2 separate regions of the Ovis aries genome follow, and region 1 is linked to region 2. A link is a contact called in public Hi-C data. All regions are on one chromosome and are shown on one strand. The core of a region is the stretch at or near the end of the contact, and the rest is flanking DNA. Distances in the headings are between cores, read along the strand shown.

Region 1 (2,700 bases), core at 127-2,626, 150 kb after region 2:
TTCCACTGACTTTTAACAAAAGGCCCTCTGGGTTTACTCGAACTTTCTCCAGGTTCCCAGTAGTAAGCACACTGTTGGCCCATGCAGGATTTCCTGATAATGAGTGTGGAATGGGAGCCCCTGAGAAACAGAGAGGTCTGCCGTCAACTCTCAGCCGAGGGCCCACCTTCTTCAGTTTCGGATGTCGCCGTCCCTGGATGTCACAGGCAGCAAAGTCCAAGTCAGGGGCCCCTCACTGCGGTTCTTGGCTCTGCAGTCTTGTCTTTCAGAGGCTCAGCTGCCCACAGAGAAGCTGAGATAACACCTCTGAGCCAGGGTCCTGCATGGCTGCATATTCGCTGAGCTGGCCACAAATACCCCTTGGCCATCTCCCAGAGCCCAGGTGTAAGCAGCCATCTGTGGGGGGCGGGGGGGTGGTGTGTGTGGAAGAAAAACAGGAATGTCCCCCCACCCCTCTGTCACCCACGCCCAGAGCAAACAGTGCTCACCCCTCAGAAACAAGTAATCAGATGTTCCCAGGGTGGCCTGTAAACTACTAACCTCTCTCTTTGGGAGGTAGGAAGGAAAGAGGTTGCTACTGAATATTTCTCTGTTTCTGTCTGTGAGTATCAAGAGATAGCCTGTGTGTGTGTGAATCCCCCTTCACCCCGTGACTTACACAACTGGGTATTTACACACCAGATGGTCCCTGCAGGAAAAGGCAAGTCCCCAGCTGCTGTGGAATTTTAAGAGATCTCCCAGGAATGCCCTTCTGGGATGTCTGGTTCTAATTGCCTCCGTCAGCCAGCGCTGGCGAGCTGGCAGAAGCAATGAGAGGTGAAATTAAACAGATTCCAGTTCACATCAGACCCCCAGCCCTGCCAAAGTCCCCCAAGGGCCGGAAAAGAAAGCAAATGCGGCCACAGTGGTGGGTGTGGTGGAAAGAACTCCAGACTGGAAATTGGAAGGCCCGGATTCACATCCCTGCACTGCCTCTAACGCCCTGCCCTGTGTGGCTTTGGACCCATCGCTTCCCTTCTCCTGCGGCAGTTTCCTCATTTGCTAAACGCGTGGTGAGGACTACTGGCTGGTCTCCAAGGCCCCTCCCCAACCCCAGATTCAGGGACAGAAGTGTTGAGCTCTCATCGCAGAGCTTGGTGGGGGTGGGAATTTTTTTCTGAACTGTAAAACCAGATGCTTGGCATTTTTAGATCTTTAAGAAGAATGGGGTAAAGGGTGAGGATTTCGTCCCCGTCCACTGTAACCCAGCCCCAGCCCCAGCCCCAGCTCCAGCCCCATTTTCCCCCTTTACTTGGCCTAGGATAAGGGTGGCTGGAGACTCAGGCAGAGGAGACAGGAATCCCGCAGTTCCTTAGCGCCCCCTATAGGCCCATGGGCAGTGGCGCTGAAACGGTGGCTTTCCCGGGAGCCACCTGCACTCCAGCGTCCCAGGCTTCTACTGCAAAGCCTAGGGTTTTAGAAGCAGGCGGTTCAAACTGGCCCCTAAGTTGTGCGGAATTTCTCTCTTTGTAGCGTGTTGCTTTAAGGCTCAGAGTAAAGCCGTTGAACTAATAGCCACAACAGTCTGGGGTTGAACACCCCATGGGGTTCCTATGGTATAGGCACAGTGGCCGGGGTCATCGAGGACAAAACACGGAAGGCTTTCGGTTCGCACTCAGCTCCTACTCATCCACCCTCCGCCCTCCCCCTCACTCCCTAACCCCACAGCAGACGCTTGCATATCTCCAGCTACTACTGCTCACTACTTTCTGAGTCAGCCTGTACCTGGTAGGAACTTTGTACGGCTAGTAACAGACCCACAATCACGGATCTGACTTTGTGAAATTGGGGGCTCATTTCCTCGTCAAAAAGGCATCCGCAGATAGCTGCAGTCCACAAACTCATGGGGAACCAGAGCTCCTTCCAGCTTTTTCCTTAGCCATTCCCACAGCATGACTCCCTCATGGGCCTTATGGACCAAGATGACCACTTAAGTTCTAGCCCTCACCTCTGCATCCAGAGAAGAAGAGAGGCCCAAGGGTTTCTGGGGTTCCTCCTTACTTGGTCAGTCCCCTTGAAGACCCATTTAATGACTCACACTCTGGCATCTCCTGGGCCACTCCAGTAGGGATGGCTGGGAAAGCAGTCCCATGGCCAACTCGCATAAAACTGGGCTCTGTTTGCCCAGGGAGGAGATTGGACGTACGGCCCATCCGTGCTGGGAGAAGCCAGGATTGGCTGCACAGTTGCCTCTTTCCTACACTGATTTCCTCTGCCTGCAGAGAGGAGAGGTGCTCTGCAAGTGCTCACCGGATCCCAGAGAACGCCCCATCTCTCCACACAAGACCAGACTCCTGCCAAGCTGGTGGAGAGAGATGGTATCTGCCCAATCACTATCTCCAGAAGATGATGCCAGGCAACTTCCTCTGAGCCAGGCATCTCTGGTATTTTCCCTAGGGAGAACTTTGCCAGCTCAAGGAGGACCTAAGCCCAGCTTCAGATGCACCTCCCTCGGGACCCGTTGCTTCCCTGCAGGCGCTAGTGGCTTTGTCTTGATCTTCCACTCCACCCAGGGAAGGAGAGGGGGAGATCCCCAGCCCATATTTGGATATGTCCTCTATTCCAGGAAGAGAGTTCACTGCTTTCTCCCTAGATTTGTGCGTCTGGGAGCCAAAGCCACACATCAGCTCAAAACTCAAACCCTTACATGTTTAAATTTGG
Region 2 (2,700 bases), core at 6-2,505:
AAAAATGCACACACCCACTCTCCTCCTCCCTGGAAGTCACACGCACAAAATACACATTTGTATGCGATATTGCACACCCTTCCCCCAAACACACAGCAATTAGGAGCTGAATTCCCCAGTCTGCTGAGCTGGACTTAGAGACCAAGCAAAAGGGACTCTTGAGAAGAAAAAAGGAATTCCACTCTGGTGAGGTTAAGATTGTAGTCCTTAAAAGAGAGATGGTTTCACCGAGACTGTTTTAGAAAGGGACCAGTCCTGACCCTCCCAGAGGGGAATTGGGTGAAATACCCTGGGGAATGGGTCCAGCAGCCTCGAAGTTCAGAGCAAGCACTGGGACTGGGTGGCACGCTGAGGTTCATCTGAGCATCCCCACCTGTCCTCTCACTCCCACCGCCCCGGGGCCCTGCACTTTGCTCTATTCTCCACCCTTCTCTGAAAACCTTCCATCTCCAAGGCGACTTCAAAGCCCCCTGGGAAAGCCAAGTTGCCAATTAAGCCTCTTTGAGGCAGATTCTCATTCCTTCCCCCACTAATTGAAATGTTACTCCTTTTACTAAACCCCTAAACCACCCAAACACAACGGTCTTCCTCATTTGCATTGTAACAACGTCCCTAATATGCTTCCAAGAGCCCTCCCTCGGTAAAGGGGACCTTCCCTCTCCTCCAGGCATGAGCGGTATGAAAGCGAAGGCCTTCATTTCCATCCGTATACATCTGCTCATTAGCTAAGGTGGAAGAAATTCCTTTTATTCTGGATTCATTTCCCAGGATGATCATGTCTTTTTTATTTTTTGTCTCAGGTCACTCTTCCCAAACTAGGCTTTAATTGCTGATAGTGATTGAGTTAATACATATTTACAGCCTGGTAAGGTTAAAGAAGGTCTCCTGTAGTTTTATTTGAGACATTTTATTTAACCTGCCATAAAATCATTAACAAGTTGTTCAGTGTTAATTCTCTGTCCTTTATCTTGTCTCTGCCTCTTGGGAAAATTGGGTGAAGGCAGGTGGCTTTGGTGCAGGCTGGATTCTCAGGCAGGGTGGACCCTGGTGCCCCAAACCTCACCTCCAGGTCCTCCTCTGTTCAGAGAGGGGTGCCTTTCCTTGGTAGCAGCAGAGAGCCCAGGGCAACACTGTGCTCTCCCAGGCACCCAGCCAAGAGGCGCAGGCGGGTGATGAAATCCCATCAAAGCCACAGGGCTGGGCCAGGCTCCTGAATTAGCTCCCACCAGTAACTCGAGCCCCAAGTGGCCCACAGGCTGGGCACTGAGCCGAAGTGTCAGGCCGGGTGACGGCCTGGCCACTGGAGCCCGCGCAGAACGAGGGACTGAAAAACTGGGCAGAAGGAGGGGCTGAGGGCCAAGGACAATGACAGGGGAAGCCAGGGGTTTTCCAAACTTTACCCTGGGAGGCCTGAGGGCTGCCTGTGAAGTCAGTCTTGTCTCAGTCCTTCTCTCTCCTTCCCATAAATAGCCAGAGCAACATGGAGCCCCTCTTCACTGCGGGGTTCCAGGACTCTCTATTCCACCAGAGGGTAACTGGTTTACCAAATATGAAGCTGGCTGAGTCAGCCGCATGTCTGCCTGCCCCCAGAGTGCTGCTCCCAGGAGCCCGACATTTCTTTCCTCTCCCCCTTGCCTTGCCTGGGCCTCTGGCTACTTTTGTCTCTGATCCATCCCTGAGGAGTGGATCAGACTGTGGCAGAGGCTGGCATTCCCCTAAAGTCTTGTTGCCATATGTTTCCTGGTCACACGTTTCTATTTTCCAGGTCCCCTAGTAGTAGACACAGTGAGGGGAAGTGACAAGGGCCGGCTCTATGCTCTTTGCCCTGTCTGGCTGCCTGGAGTGGAGATGATCCTCTGGGCAGCTTTTAAAGCTAAATGTTAAAAATGGCAGCTCAAAAATGTAAATGATGGGTGGAGGGTGGCTGTCCCACCCATCCTATGTACAAGCATGAAATCAGTGTCTGTGGGGTGTAAACCACTGTACGCTATGGGGGCTATTTGTTACAGCAGGGAAGTCAGTACTCAGTCTGAGACTGTTCATGCAACACTATGAACTGTGGGGGCTGGCTGTCTTTACCTGGAATGTTCATTCAGTGACTTTCTCCTGCTTCCCTTAAGACACAGGTCAAGTTCCAGCCCCTCTGGGGAGCCTTCCAGTGGTCAGGGGAAACACAAACGCAGCTTTATCCACTCATTCAATCACGGACACCAGCAGAAGCCGCCTTTGCCCACCTCTAGGCTGGCTGAGCCAAGCAGGAACATGGGACACAGCCCACTGGGCGAGATTTGGAAACTGAGCAGAAGGGCCAAAATCCTCTAAACCAAAGAATGCTCCTCTGAGACTCGGCTGTCATAATTCTTTACTTCTGAAATCAGGTTCAAGAGACCTGGATGAGGACAATAACTACTGTGCTGATTTTTTGGGTGATTCAGAAAGTTGGAGCTAGATGGGCCCCTAAAAATCATCTTCCCCCACCCTTTCCCTTACAGATGAAGAGACTGGGGCCCAAAGTGGAGAGACAGAAGCAGCAGCTGGCCTCCTGACGCTCACCCTGCTGCTCCTTAATTGTACTATTCAAGTGAGGCAGGTGACACACTGTTGTCAAGTCTCCCATTGCAGCCCCTGGTCCAGGCTCAGACTTATTTGCTCATTTATATATATATATTTGTTTTTTTGGCAACGCCAGGTCTTTGTTGT

What was found. Hi-C and Micro-C count contacts between places; a contact is called where the count stands out from the background.
Region 1: a contact with region 2 is called in a Hi-C map of liver, with 4 times the contacts expected there. The contact joins two enhancer-like sites. A contact is called at or near these places in 2 of 16 Hi-C or Micro-C datasets (liver and muscle).

The regions. Positions count from the first base shown.
Region 1 is chr1:194,518,830-194,521,529 of ARS-UI_Ramb_v3.0, forward strand. No RefSeq gene overlaps it. Among named protein-coding and RNA genes, the nearest start is that of OPA1, 150 kb to the right of the region's middle. Within about 2 kb of position 1,377, at least 20 of the 54 cell types and tissues checked have an H3K27ac peak or open chromatin away from gene starts, as enhancers often do. A contact at or near this core is called in liver and muscle, where this site is marked.
Region 2 is chr1:194,370,481-194,373,180 of ARS-UI_Ramb_v3.0, forward strand. No RefSeq gene overlaps it. Among named protein-coding and RNA genes, the nearest start is that of HES1, 190 kb to the left of the region's middle. Within about 2 kb of position 1,256, at least 20 of the 54 cell types and tissues checked have an H3K27ac peak or open chromatin away from gene starts, as enhancers often do. A contact at or near this core is called in liver and muscle, where this site is marked.